Regions from separate parts of the Sus scrofa genome. Here region 2 is linked to region 1. A link is a contact called in public Hi-C data. All regions are on one chromosome and are shown on one strand. The core of a region is the stretch at or near the end of the contact, and the rest is flanking DNA. Distances in the headings are between cores, read along the strand shown. Region 1 overlaps PLCE1 (1-phosphatidylinositol 4,5-bisphosphate phosphodiesterase epsilon-1). Region 2 overlaps PLCE1 (1-phosphatidylinositol 4,5-bisphosphate phosphodiesterase epsilon-1).

Region 1 (5,469 bases), core at 199-2,698:
GAGGGAAGAAAGAACGGAACAGGCAGCTCCTTGAATAAAGCATCCCGCCATGAAATATCTTCCTACAAAGAGCCCTGGAATCTCTTCTGATGAATAATAGGCAAGCACTCAGACACACTTTAAAATAGCTGGTTTGTTTTGCAATCTTAAAAGAAAAAAAAAAAACACCGCAAAGAAGAAAAATAGTAGAGGAGGCAGATAGCACATTTTAAAAGAGTTCTCACTGGAAATTTTAAAAGCAAATAGAAAAACCAGCTAATAAGCTGCCCAGCACAACCCAAAGATGAATACACCTGCGATCTCACCGGGGCACTTGGGGACATGAACAGCTCTTCTTGTGAAATCCGCTGTTTAAAGAGCACTGACTGCCGGGCACCATGCTGAGTGCTTCTTGACTATTCTCACTTATTCCTCACAAGCACCTGATAAGACAGATGCTGTCATTTTATCACCATTTTATAGACAGACAAACTGAGGCTTAGAGAGGTTCAAAGATTTTTTTCAAGGTCACAAGTTAAGAAGTGTCAAAGTTGGAGCTTGAACTGGGGCCCGAATCCAAGGTTTACTCTTAATTACTTGTGCTGCCAGATACCCTGAGGTCTTGTCTTAGTTGGCCTTCACGATGGCAATCCATATGAAAACAAATTATCCCAGCCACTTTGTTTTTGTTTTTTTCCTAATGATTTTTATTTTTTCCATTATAGCTGGTTTACAGTGTTCTATCAGTTTTCTACTGTACAGCAAAGTGACCCAGTCAGACATACATGTATATATTACTTTTTCTCACATTATCATGCTCCATCATAAGTGACTAAATATAGTTCCTAGTGCTATACAGCAGGACCAGCCACTTTGAATAATAGGTACTAATCCAGAAAACAGCACCCAAAAGACCAGTTGTTCAAGACCATTCTTCATTTCCGGTAATTGCAGTAATGGAGGCTCAAGAAGTTCATTTCTTTATTGTAAGTAACAACTTGAAGTGTTGGAGGTGAAATGACCTAAACTGCAGTATTCAAGCTATGTTGTCTTACCTGAACTATCACCCTTTCCCCCTACTATGTGTGTGTACATGTGCACATACACACACACACCCTCAATCCCTCACACACTGGAACAGCTAAGAATAAAATTGGTTCAAATAACTCAAGGAAACAGTTGGTTGAAATTACAGACTCTGAGGCTGGTGGGCACCATGCCAAAGCATTCTAATTTCGTCTCTACCAACAAACTCATATCTTGTTTTTAAAGAGAAGAGTAATTTTGATTTCAGCAGTCCTGGCAGGAGATTTTTCTATGTAAATTCCTCCCAGCCCTTCCTAAGGAAACACAAAGTACAGCTGATCCTTGTCTTGTCTAATGTATGACTTTCCTTGGTACTTTTATGTGTGAGTAGCATGAGCAGAGAGGAAGTGTCCTTTAAGAGAACCAGTGTGCGGCTGCTCTCAGCTGCCTGGTGTTGCCTCTGGCAACTAAGATTTATTTTATAAACACATATATAGTGATTACTGTACATCAGGCACTGTTCCAAACAACGTGGGAATAGTAACATCCTCATCACAACGCTGTGAGGGGGAAACAGAGGCAGGAAGGAGCCTAGTAGTTGTTTGCTCAAAGTCACTTAGCTAGGGGTTGGCGAGCTGGGATCAAGGCTCAGGCATCCTGGCTTCGGTGCCCACTACTCGTGGGTAATAGAAAGTTACAATTTCTTCTAACAAAGAGTTGATTATCCTCATGCAGGGCTTTTCTCACACAGAGAGTAAGCCTGAAGTTCACGCATTCCATGACCCTGGAGGGGAAAAAAGAACCAAACTCCAACAAGCAATGGGAAATGAGTCAGAGTCTGTTTACTTTGGTGATTTATTCTGTGAGAGTGATCTGTTGAATGAATGGACAAATGAAACGGCTTTTTGCAGCTTCTGTTTTGCCACTCTGATATTCAGTAATTTATTTCTTTTGCTCTTCCAAGCCATCTCATTGAAATACCCACAAGTTCAGATATTACATTTTATAATTCACCTTCAGCCCCTGTCTGCATCAGGTACAGTGGACTCAACTGCATCTCACCCCTTGTGCATTTGACCTCTTCCTCTAAAAATAAGGGCCAGGTGAATGTTCATATTCTTTATAGAACAGATGATGGCTTTATTGGATGAGTATAGTTTATACTTTAGAACAGCTGCATGTGTGGGAAGAAATGAGTTGAGTAACCTGTTTTCAAACCTTGACATGTACATTTGGCTTAAATTCAATATGTGCTTTCTCAAAAAGGAAGTGAATGTAAACAGTCTTCTCATACATTATCCTGCACATCTGAATCCTGTGTTTTAAAGGTTTCTCTTTTGACTCTGGTACAGAATACGCTGGTAATAGGAAGGGAAGTCCCCTCCATTTGCCTCAGTGGGATGACATGAAAACTCTAGAATGTTAGAGTCGACAGGGGCCCTGGAGATCATCAGGGGGGACAGTTCATTTTATATGAGGATTCTGAGGCCCAGAGAAGTTTCATTCTCCAGAGCCCCTCCAGTCAATGGTGATAAATGTGGGACTAGAACCAGGTCACCTAAATGCAGGCCAAGTGAGTTGGCCGGTGCTGAGATGAAACTCTAAAAAGCTGATGTTCGGAGGTTCTCTGACCCACAGCTCCCAGCCTGACCCCTCCAGGCTCAGCCACCTCGCCAACACTGGGATTTCCTGCCTGTCCACTCAGGCTTTGGATACCTCTTCTGGACTCCGGCCTAGAATCCCTTTTGTGTATCAGGCCCTCGTGGCCCAAACAATGCAGTGGCCTCCTCACTGACAGCCCTGGTCTTCCTGATCACCTCCCCCCAAACACACACAAAACGCTTTTAAGACGCATAGTCATCATACCCAGAAGGCCAGTCTTGATTACATCAGACCGTTTCCAAAATGCTGTTGTTCATTTCATTCACTGGTGTGTCCCAGTCATGTAGAACGGTATCTGGCACGTGAAGGCACACAATATTTTTTCAGTGAATAAATGACTCTTCAGTTCTTACTGAATAAATTGATTTTCACTCCTTAGCCCAGTGTTTGAGGCCCTTTTTAATACGTCACTAATCTTTCTTTCCCCACCTTTTTCCCTTCTTTCTTCTGGTAATTTTTTTTTCTTTAAGATATATCCTTTTTTTAGGCCAATAATTTATGGAGTATTCGCTATATGTCAGGCCTTTTCTAACCTCTTTGTGTGTGTTAACTCATTTAATTGGCACAACAACCCTATAATATGAGTACTGTCATTATTGCCATTTTACAAATGAGGAAACTGAGTCACAGATTAAATTACCTGTCACTTCTAGGATGAGGCAGAGCTGGGATTCAAACTTGGATGGTACAGCTTCACACCACATGTGTATAACCACTGTACTATAGCTAGCTTTCCTGTTTATTTTTCATTACAAATTCCCACAGTCTAGAAATACCTAAAGTAAAAAGTGACAATTGTCCTTCTTGCCAAAAAATTGAAATAATCCATATGTATCCTCTTAGATAGCTTTCTTATGTTTACATAAATAGTTACATAACTTTAAAACTAAAAATGGCTCATATTTTATATATATTACAACTTGCCTTGTTCATGTCCTGTATTTTTTTAGATCTTTTCATGTTAGTGCATATATTGCTACCATACTCTTTTTCACTGTTGCCTGCTATTCACTGTGCAGCTACACCATAATTTATTCAGTCAGTCGCTTCCTAAAGGAACAGTGCCAGAATGAACATTTCTGAACATCTCTGTGCAATATTAATATCTCTGTAAGTTCAGATTCCTAAAAAATGTGGTTGCTGAATTTTTAGGATATATACACTCAAAACTGCAATGAATGTTGATAAACTGTCCCCTTGAAAAGTTGTGCCAATTTATCCTTCTGCTAATAGTTCCCTGTGATTTTTCTTACCTCCAAGTACAAGGTCAGGAAGTAAGAGCTAGCTAGCTCCCTTCCTGACAGTTCCTATCCTCTCTGAGAATGCCTCTTCACTGCTTCTCGTGCTTCTCTTTCTGCAGAAGAAAGTTCTTTCTTCTTTCCACACTGCTTGACTAAAATCAAACCCTCCCTGCTCGCTCACTTCTCACTTCTGTGGGCTTTCTCTGCCTCTGTCTCTCCCTCCGTCAGTTATGCAACAACCTAATAAAGATCCTCATTCAGGCCAATGTTTCTTTGTTACAATTTTCCTAGCAAGGGAACTTGGAGACTACATAGAGAAGAGTGAACTTAGTGTTCCCGGCTGTGATGATGACAGGTCCCATGGTGCTAGTTGGGGTGACGCTTGCAATTTTGTGGTATCAGTATTTGGCTGGGTAGGTAAAGATGACCTCGTCATCTTGCCCAGCCTTATTTGGAACACAGCAATGACTGTGATTAAGAAAGGAACAAAGCAGAGTTCCCATCGTGGCACAGCGAAAACAAATCCAATTAGGAACTATGAGGTTGCAGGTTTGATCCCTGGCCTCGCTCAGTGGGTTAAGGATCTGGCGTTGCCATGAGCTGTGAGCTGTGGTGTAGGTCCCAGACGCGGCTCAGATCCTGTGTTGCTGTGGCTGTGGCTGTGGCATAGGCCGGCAGTTATAGCTCCGATTTGACTCCTGGACTGGGAACCTCCATATGCCGCGAGTGCGGTCCTAAAAAGCAAAAAAAAAGAAACAAACAAAGGGTTACGTGAAAGGAAAAACTAGAAAAGAGCCTTTAAATGATAGAGATGGAAAAGGAAGGATAAAGGCCCGATGCTCGCTGACCCTCTCCTTTATGCCACCTCCCTTGCTGGTCCTTTACACATACACTATTGCATTTAATCCTCCAGTGAGAACAGACTAAACATTAGGAATGTTCTGTCTGGAAAAAGGAGGAGGATGTGAACAAAGTTTCTAAAGTCATAAATAGACGTCCTAGCGTAACTACTAGGAAGAAAAGATATCTCTTGAAGTTAGAGCAGAGTGAGTTTAGGACAAAAGAAAGGTACTTCTGAAAGTGGCAAGAAAGTAGTGGTCTCTGTAGCCACAAGTGTGGTGCAGATGGAAAAATAGATTTTTGAAAAAGGTTTTAGGAAACGACATGGTAATGACTTGCTACTGGATTTCTAAAGAAATTTAGAAGGTTTGGGGTCCTTAGCTATTCCTGTTGGTGTCCAAGAAAGTGTTTAGGTTGGGGTCGGGGTGGGTGGAATGAGTTGCATTCTGGGCTTCCTTCATCTCTGTTTAAACCAGAATCTCTCTACTTCCTATCTTTTATAAATTCTGGGCTTCTACATGAGATTTCTCTTGAAAATACTTTTTTGTTATTAAAAAAAAATTGACAAGTCATTGCATTTGATTTCCCTGTTGGAGGTGAGCTCTGGGCTTGAATGGACTATGAAGCTAACCCACTGTGGTACATGTTACCTGGAAACCAAGGCTCCAGTGCTGCTTCTCTCCATGGTGCAGGCCAGAGCCTGTTGGCCTCCTAGTCCATT
Region 2 (5,723 bases), core at 1,532-4,031, 190 kb after region 1:
AAGGAGATGGAATTGGGGGCATCCATCTAAATGTTAATGAGCAGCATATATGAATTTGGCCTGGAGAGGGAAGTTAAAATACCACCCCTGATTTTTTTCATGATGTTCTGAACGTAGATCCTGACTTGCAGAGGCTTATCTTCTCACTCTGCCCTGCAAAGAGGACACAGATATTGGGCTATTAAAAAATTAGGTCATGGCAGCCTTTTACCCACACCAGAGGGGAAAAAAATCAAATTCCTCAATTTTAAGTTTTCTTCCATAAACTGGTTTTAAACTTCTGATAGCTGCTACTGCTTATCTGCTAGCAAATTCTGTTGAAGAGGATGTGAATGAATAAGTACAGTACAAAGATTTCAAAGAAATGCAAGAACCTAGCATGTAGGTTTAGCTTCACAGATCCTGACTTTGTCTCATAAGTACAATATGACCATACCTGCAGCTTTGAAATTGTTCTTATCATGGGATAAAATCATCTCCCTGTCAAAGAGCCTCGTGACTTGCATGTCCTTTATCACAGAAACAAATGTGAACACCACTTCCACTCACAAATCACACTCACTGCATCTCTTTCTTTGTAAATTCAGCTGCCATTGCACACAAACTATTCCTCTAGGTTTGTCTTTTCTTCTCAAATACTGAGTAAACAAAGAATATAAATTTCCAGAGATATTTGAAGTCATCCTGAGAAATAGTGTCTGTACAGATAGAGGACTATGGAAGGGTCAAAAGGTCATTTGGTCCAGCTTCAGACTTGAAGCATAGGCAAAGCGTGTGGTTGTTTGACTTATTTTTAAAGTTCCAACTATGCTTTTTTTTTTTTTTTTGTCTTTTTTTGTCTTTTTAGGGCCTCACCCACAGCATGTGGAGGTTCCCAGGGTAGGGGTCAAATCAGAGCCAGCCTACACCACAGCCACAGCAACGCAGGATCTGAGCTGCGTCTGCGACCTACACCATAGCTCACAGCAATGCCAGATCCTTAACCCACTGAGTGAGGCCAGGGATTGAACCTGCATCTTCATGGACACTAGTCAGATTTGTTTCTGCTGAGCCACAACAGGAACTCCCAAGTATACTCTTTTTTAAAAATGTTTATATAACACACATTCTTTATAGATATATTATATTTTAATTTTTTTTTAGTAATTGAAGTTTTTTACATTTTTCTTTTCCCAAATTTATTTCCTTTTCTCAAAATGACTAAATCGTGTTACCAGAATCATTGTCCTAACACCTTCTAAATATTTATTGTCATTATGATTTGTTTTGATGCTAAGGAGGAGAATACCATAAAGTGTTCATTTTGCTACACTATTGATTTTCGTTTTAACACATTATCAATTTCAACGCATTTCACCTTTCACCATCCCAAGTCCTTTCCAAGGAGCCACACTGCAAAAATAAATCTCCAGAGCAGTGAGGCACCATGAAGATCATGGGTATAACCTTCCCCAGAAGTCAAGTCACTTCTCCAAGATCACAGGCCTGCTTCAGTGGCAGGGCTTGACTCCTCAATGACCCTGACCAGGCCAGGTCTATAACTTCTCTACTCTTCAGGCTCCTTATCGGTGAAAGAGGCATAATAGTCCTACCTTGCAGAGTTGTTGTAAAAATTAGCAATGAAGTATACCATGTGATTAGCACACTGTCTAAAAAACAGTTGGCTCTTTGGAATGATTGTTGTCATTGATAAACGGGCCAACATGACAGATGAAAGCTCTCTGTTGTTCCTTCACTTATTGCTCTGAGCTTCTCCAGATTCCTTCCCATTTCTTGATTGCCAGCCCTTGTTTACTTGCTTACTTTCCCCCCCACCCTAGAGAACACCCAGGCTCCTCACAGGAGGGCCCTCCTACCCCTGAGGGATGGCAACCTGTGCCAAGGTGCGTGCAAAAACCCTCAAGTAAACACAGCCCCTCACTCCAGCCCCTCACTGGTTTAACTTGGGAGAAAATCCACTATTAAGTCACTCTGTAGGGGGCAAAATGCACATAAGCTAAAGCATGAGAACTTGCCAGTCCAATTTTGTGCATCTTTGCAATTACACATTCTTCAGAGAAAAATATAGAAGCCCCACAACTGCTGCAAACTGAGCGTTTTCTCTGAACACAACATTCTATTAAGGGGGTAGATATACATTTTCTCATTTAATCCTAACCACAACACTTTTGGAGATAAGGAAGAGTTGGTGAGAGAGATTAAGTAACTTATATGAGGTTACACCACAGGGAACAGGGTTTAAACTTAAGTCTACACTCTTATTAAACACTGCTTTATCCTGACTTTTCTTTTTTTTTTTTGTCTTTTTGTCTTTTTTGTTGTTGTTGTTGTTGCTATTTCTTGGGCCGCTCCCGCGGCATATGGAGGTTCCCAGGCTAGGGGTTGAATCGGAGCTGTAGCCACCGGCCTACGCCAGAGCCACAGCAACGTGGGATCCGAGCCGTGTCTGCAACCTACACCACAGCTCACGGCAACGCCCGATCGTTAACCCACTGAGCAAGGGCAGGGATCGAACCCGCAACCTCATGGTTCCTAGTCGGATTCGTTAACCACTGCGCCACGACGGGAACTCCTATCCTGACTTTTCTGATGATATTCTTGGAAGGTTTATTTTCCTCTCAGAGTGGACCTCCTGAATGATGCTTCAGCTAAAGGAATTACTTTCTAATGATACAGTTGTAGACTGTGGGAACGATTTGGAGGCAACTCTGACTTCACTGGTGCCTCTAAGTCACACTTCCTGCACTGGAGCCCCATCTGTATGGTGTGCGTTCATTTCCTCATTCAGCAATTATCTGTGAAATTCCTGCTGTGTACAGGGCACTGTGCCAGGGAGTGGTTGGACCAAGAGTGAGAAAGAAAAGCCTGGAAACATAATTATCATCATAATATGGTTCCCATTTAATCCTGGGATTAACCCTGTGAGCAAGTTCCTATCATTGCACCCATTTTGTAGATAAAGAAACTGAGGATGAAGAAAGTAGATGTTAAATCAAAGCTCACACAAGCAGGAATTGATCCTAGATAATAAGGATACTACAGCTCAGGCTCTTGGCTATTCTTTCATCTCTCCAAATTGTGTGATAAGGTTCTGGAGCACATTCTTTTCATGTACTTTTTCAAAATCTTCCTGGTGTACAATCAGGTGGGTGAGAGTGTGATTTTGTGGTCATTCTATAATCATCACGCAGGTCTGGTCACATTTGCCTACAAAGATAAAAACTTTGTTGTCATCCCCTACAATGCTATTATTAACGGTGCGAAAAGTATTAGTAGATCTTCAAGGGAGTTTGTGGGAATAGTAGGACTTGAAAATAAACATTAACAGGGATGGAAAATGTTGAGTTCCCTTGCTTGCAGTTTTTGGCTTATTTATTTTCATTTTATGGGAACAGGCCTGTCAACTCTAAATGCATCTGGCTCTAGCAGAGGAAAAGAAAGGAAAAGCAGGAAGTCCATTTTTGGCAACAATCCGGGCAGAATGAGCCCCGGGGAGACAGCATCATTTAACAAAACATCTGGAAAAAGTAAAGTCACCTTCTGACCATAGCTTTGCTTGATTCTGCATGCTGGAGAATTCTGGTATTTCACTGTCTAAGCACTTCCCTGGAACTTTTTTAATCTTTTTTATTTTCATGAATGTATCATGGTATCTAAATGTGGTATAAATATTTTTAAATTAGGAAATTACCCTCCTAACTTCCAAAAAAATAGCATTTCACTGAAGATGTTCTAATAGTGTTTGCCTCAAAAGTAAAAATTGGAGCCACCTTGGAACCTTCTCGTGGTTCCTGGAACTTCGCTCTTCACTATTTTAACTCCAGAAGATATATCCATTTTATTTCTAATTACTTTTTATTGTCAAAGTAATAAATTCTCATTGCTAAAAAACTCAAAACAATACAGAGTATTATTTAAGTTTCTTTCCACTCACATCGTCCCAGTTCTACTCCCCAGAGGTAACTGCTGTTAAGTTTATTGTGTTTAGTTGAAGAAAAATAAGATCCTTTTTAAGAAAACCCAAATGGGATATAACCAAACATTACTTTTGTAGTTTTTATACTTGCTATAACTTTTCACATAGCTTTCTGCACATAGATCTACCTTATCCTTCTTAACACCCCTATATTATTCCATTGTGTAGATATGCTATCGTTTATTTAACCTCTTCCTCACTGGTAAAATTTTTGGGTTGCTTCATAGATTTTTTTGGTTGCTGCTTTTTTTTTTTTTGCTATAAATATTTCTAGACTGAATTACCCTTGTACATATATTATTGTGTATTTGTGTAAATATATACACAGGATAGATGGGGTAGGGAGGCAAAGGACTTTCGGGCTTTTAATTTATGTTTTAATTTTTTAATTTATTTTATTGAAATACAGTTGATTTACAAGGTTAAAATTTACAATTTTATTGAAATACAGTTGATTTACAAGGTTAAATCAACTGTTCATTTCTGCTGTACAGCGAAGCAATTCAGTTATAGGTACATATGCACTCTTTTTCATATTGTTTTCCATTATGGTTTATCACCATATTGAATATTGAATATTGAATAGAGTTCAGGATATTGAATAGAGTTCCCTGGGCTATACAGGAGGACCTTGTTGTTTATCCACCCTATATATAATAATTTGCATCTGCTAATAGCAAACTCCCAAATTAGGCTTTTAATTTAAATTGATGTTGTTACACTCATTTTAAAACCCAGTATCTGGGGAGTTACTCTTGTGGCTTAGCAGTAACAAACCTGACTAGTAGCCAAGAGGACATGGGTTCAATCCCTGGCCTTGCTCAGTGGGTTAAGGATCCAGCATTGGTCACCTTGAGCTGCAGTGTTGGTCACAGACGTGACTCTGATCTGGTGTTGCTGTGACTGTGGTGTAGGCTGGTGGCTATAGCTCCAATTTGAGCCCAGCCTGGGAACTTCCATATGCCACAGATGCAGTCCTAAGAAGAAAAAAAAAATTAGTCAGAGTTCCCTGATGCCTCAGCGGGTTGAGGATCCAGCATTGTCGTTGCTGTGGCTTTGGTTATTGCCATGGCACAGGTTCAATTCTTGGCCCAGGAACTTTCACGTGCCTCAGTTCAGCCAAAAAAAAGAAAAAAAAAGAACAGCTCAATAGCTTTTTTTTTTTTTTCTCTGCAGAATATCTAGTTGGCTTTACTGTTTAGTGAACAATAAACCATTTACTGATTCATGAATAGTTAGCACCCCATCTAGCAAATAGAAAGGCTGTCATTTTGTCTCCAAGTGGTGGACTAACTCACAGGAAACACATTCTGATGTGTGATGTGTGCTATAATGGCTTACTGAGATGTTCAGATTTATCTTTCTAGAATATTCAGTTTTCTACACTAATCTGAGGCTAATCTTTGGGGGTTTAGGTTCCTGTGAAGGAATGCGGCAGGCCTGGGAGGACTCTTCTTCCTCCGTCAACCCAACCACGTCCCTCAGCGCCATCATCAGAACTCCCAAATGCTATCATATCTCCTCGCTCAACGAAAACGCTGCCAAACGTCTGTGTCGCAGGTATTCTCAGAAGCTGATCCAGCACACTGCCTGCCAGCTGCTGAGGACCTACCCGGCTGCCACCCGCATCGACTCATCGAACCCCAACCCCCTCATGTTCTGGCTTCATGGGATACAGCTCGTGGCACTCAACTACCAGACCGATGGTAATGGGCCTGCTTCACCCGAAAGGGTGCCTCCTCACCTC

The links. Hi-C and Micro-C count contacts between places; a contact is called where the count stands out from the background.
Region 2: a contact with region 1 is called in a Hi-C map of fetal skeletal muscle, with 2.0 times the contacts expected there. The contact joins two enhancer-like sites. A contact is called at or near these places in 1 of 47 Hi-C or Micro-C datasets (fetal skeletal muscle) and 1 of 2 datasets of contacts at active chromatin or transcription factors (skeletal muscle).

Annotation. Positions count from the first base shown.
Region 1 is chr14:105,540,658-105,546,126 of Sscrofa11.1, forward strand. The region is part of intron 2 of PLCE1 (1-phosphatidylinositol 4,5-bisphosphate phosphodiesterase epsilon-1); the gene reads left to right. Among named protein-coding and RNA genes, the nearest start is that of PLCE1, 120 kb to the left of the region's middle. Within about 2 kb of position 1,449, at least 26 of the 83 cell types and tissues checked have an H3K27ac peak or open chromatin away from gene starts, as enhancers often do. A contact at or near this core is called in fetal skeletal muscle, where this site is marked.
Region 2 is chr14:105,730,145-105,735,867 of Sscrofa11.1, forward strand. It overlaps PLCE1 (1-phosphatidylinositol 4,5-bisphosphate phosphodiesterase epsilon-1), which reads left to right. Exons shown (of 34, transcript XM_021074008.1): 24 at 3,396-3,527; 25 at 5,392-5,682. Among named protein-coding and RNA genes, the nearest start is that of NOC3L, 73 kb to the right of the region's middle. Within about 2 kb of position 2,782, at least 2 of the 83 cell types and tissues checked have an H3K27ac peak or open chromatin away from gene starts, as enhancers often do. A contact at or near this core is called in fetal skeletal muscle, where this site is marked.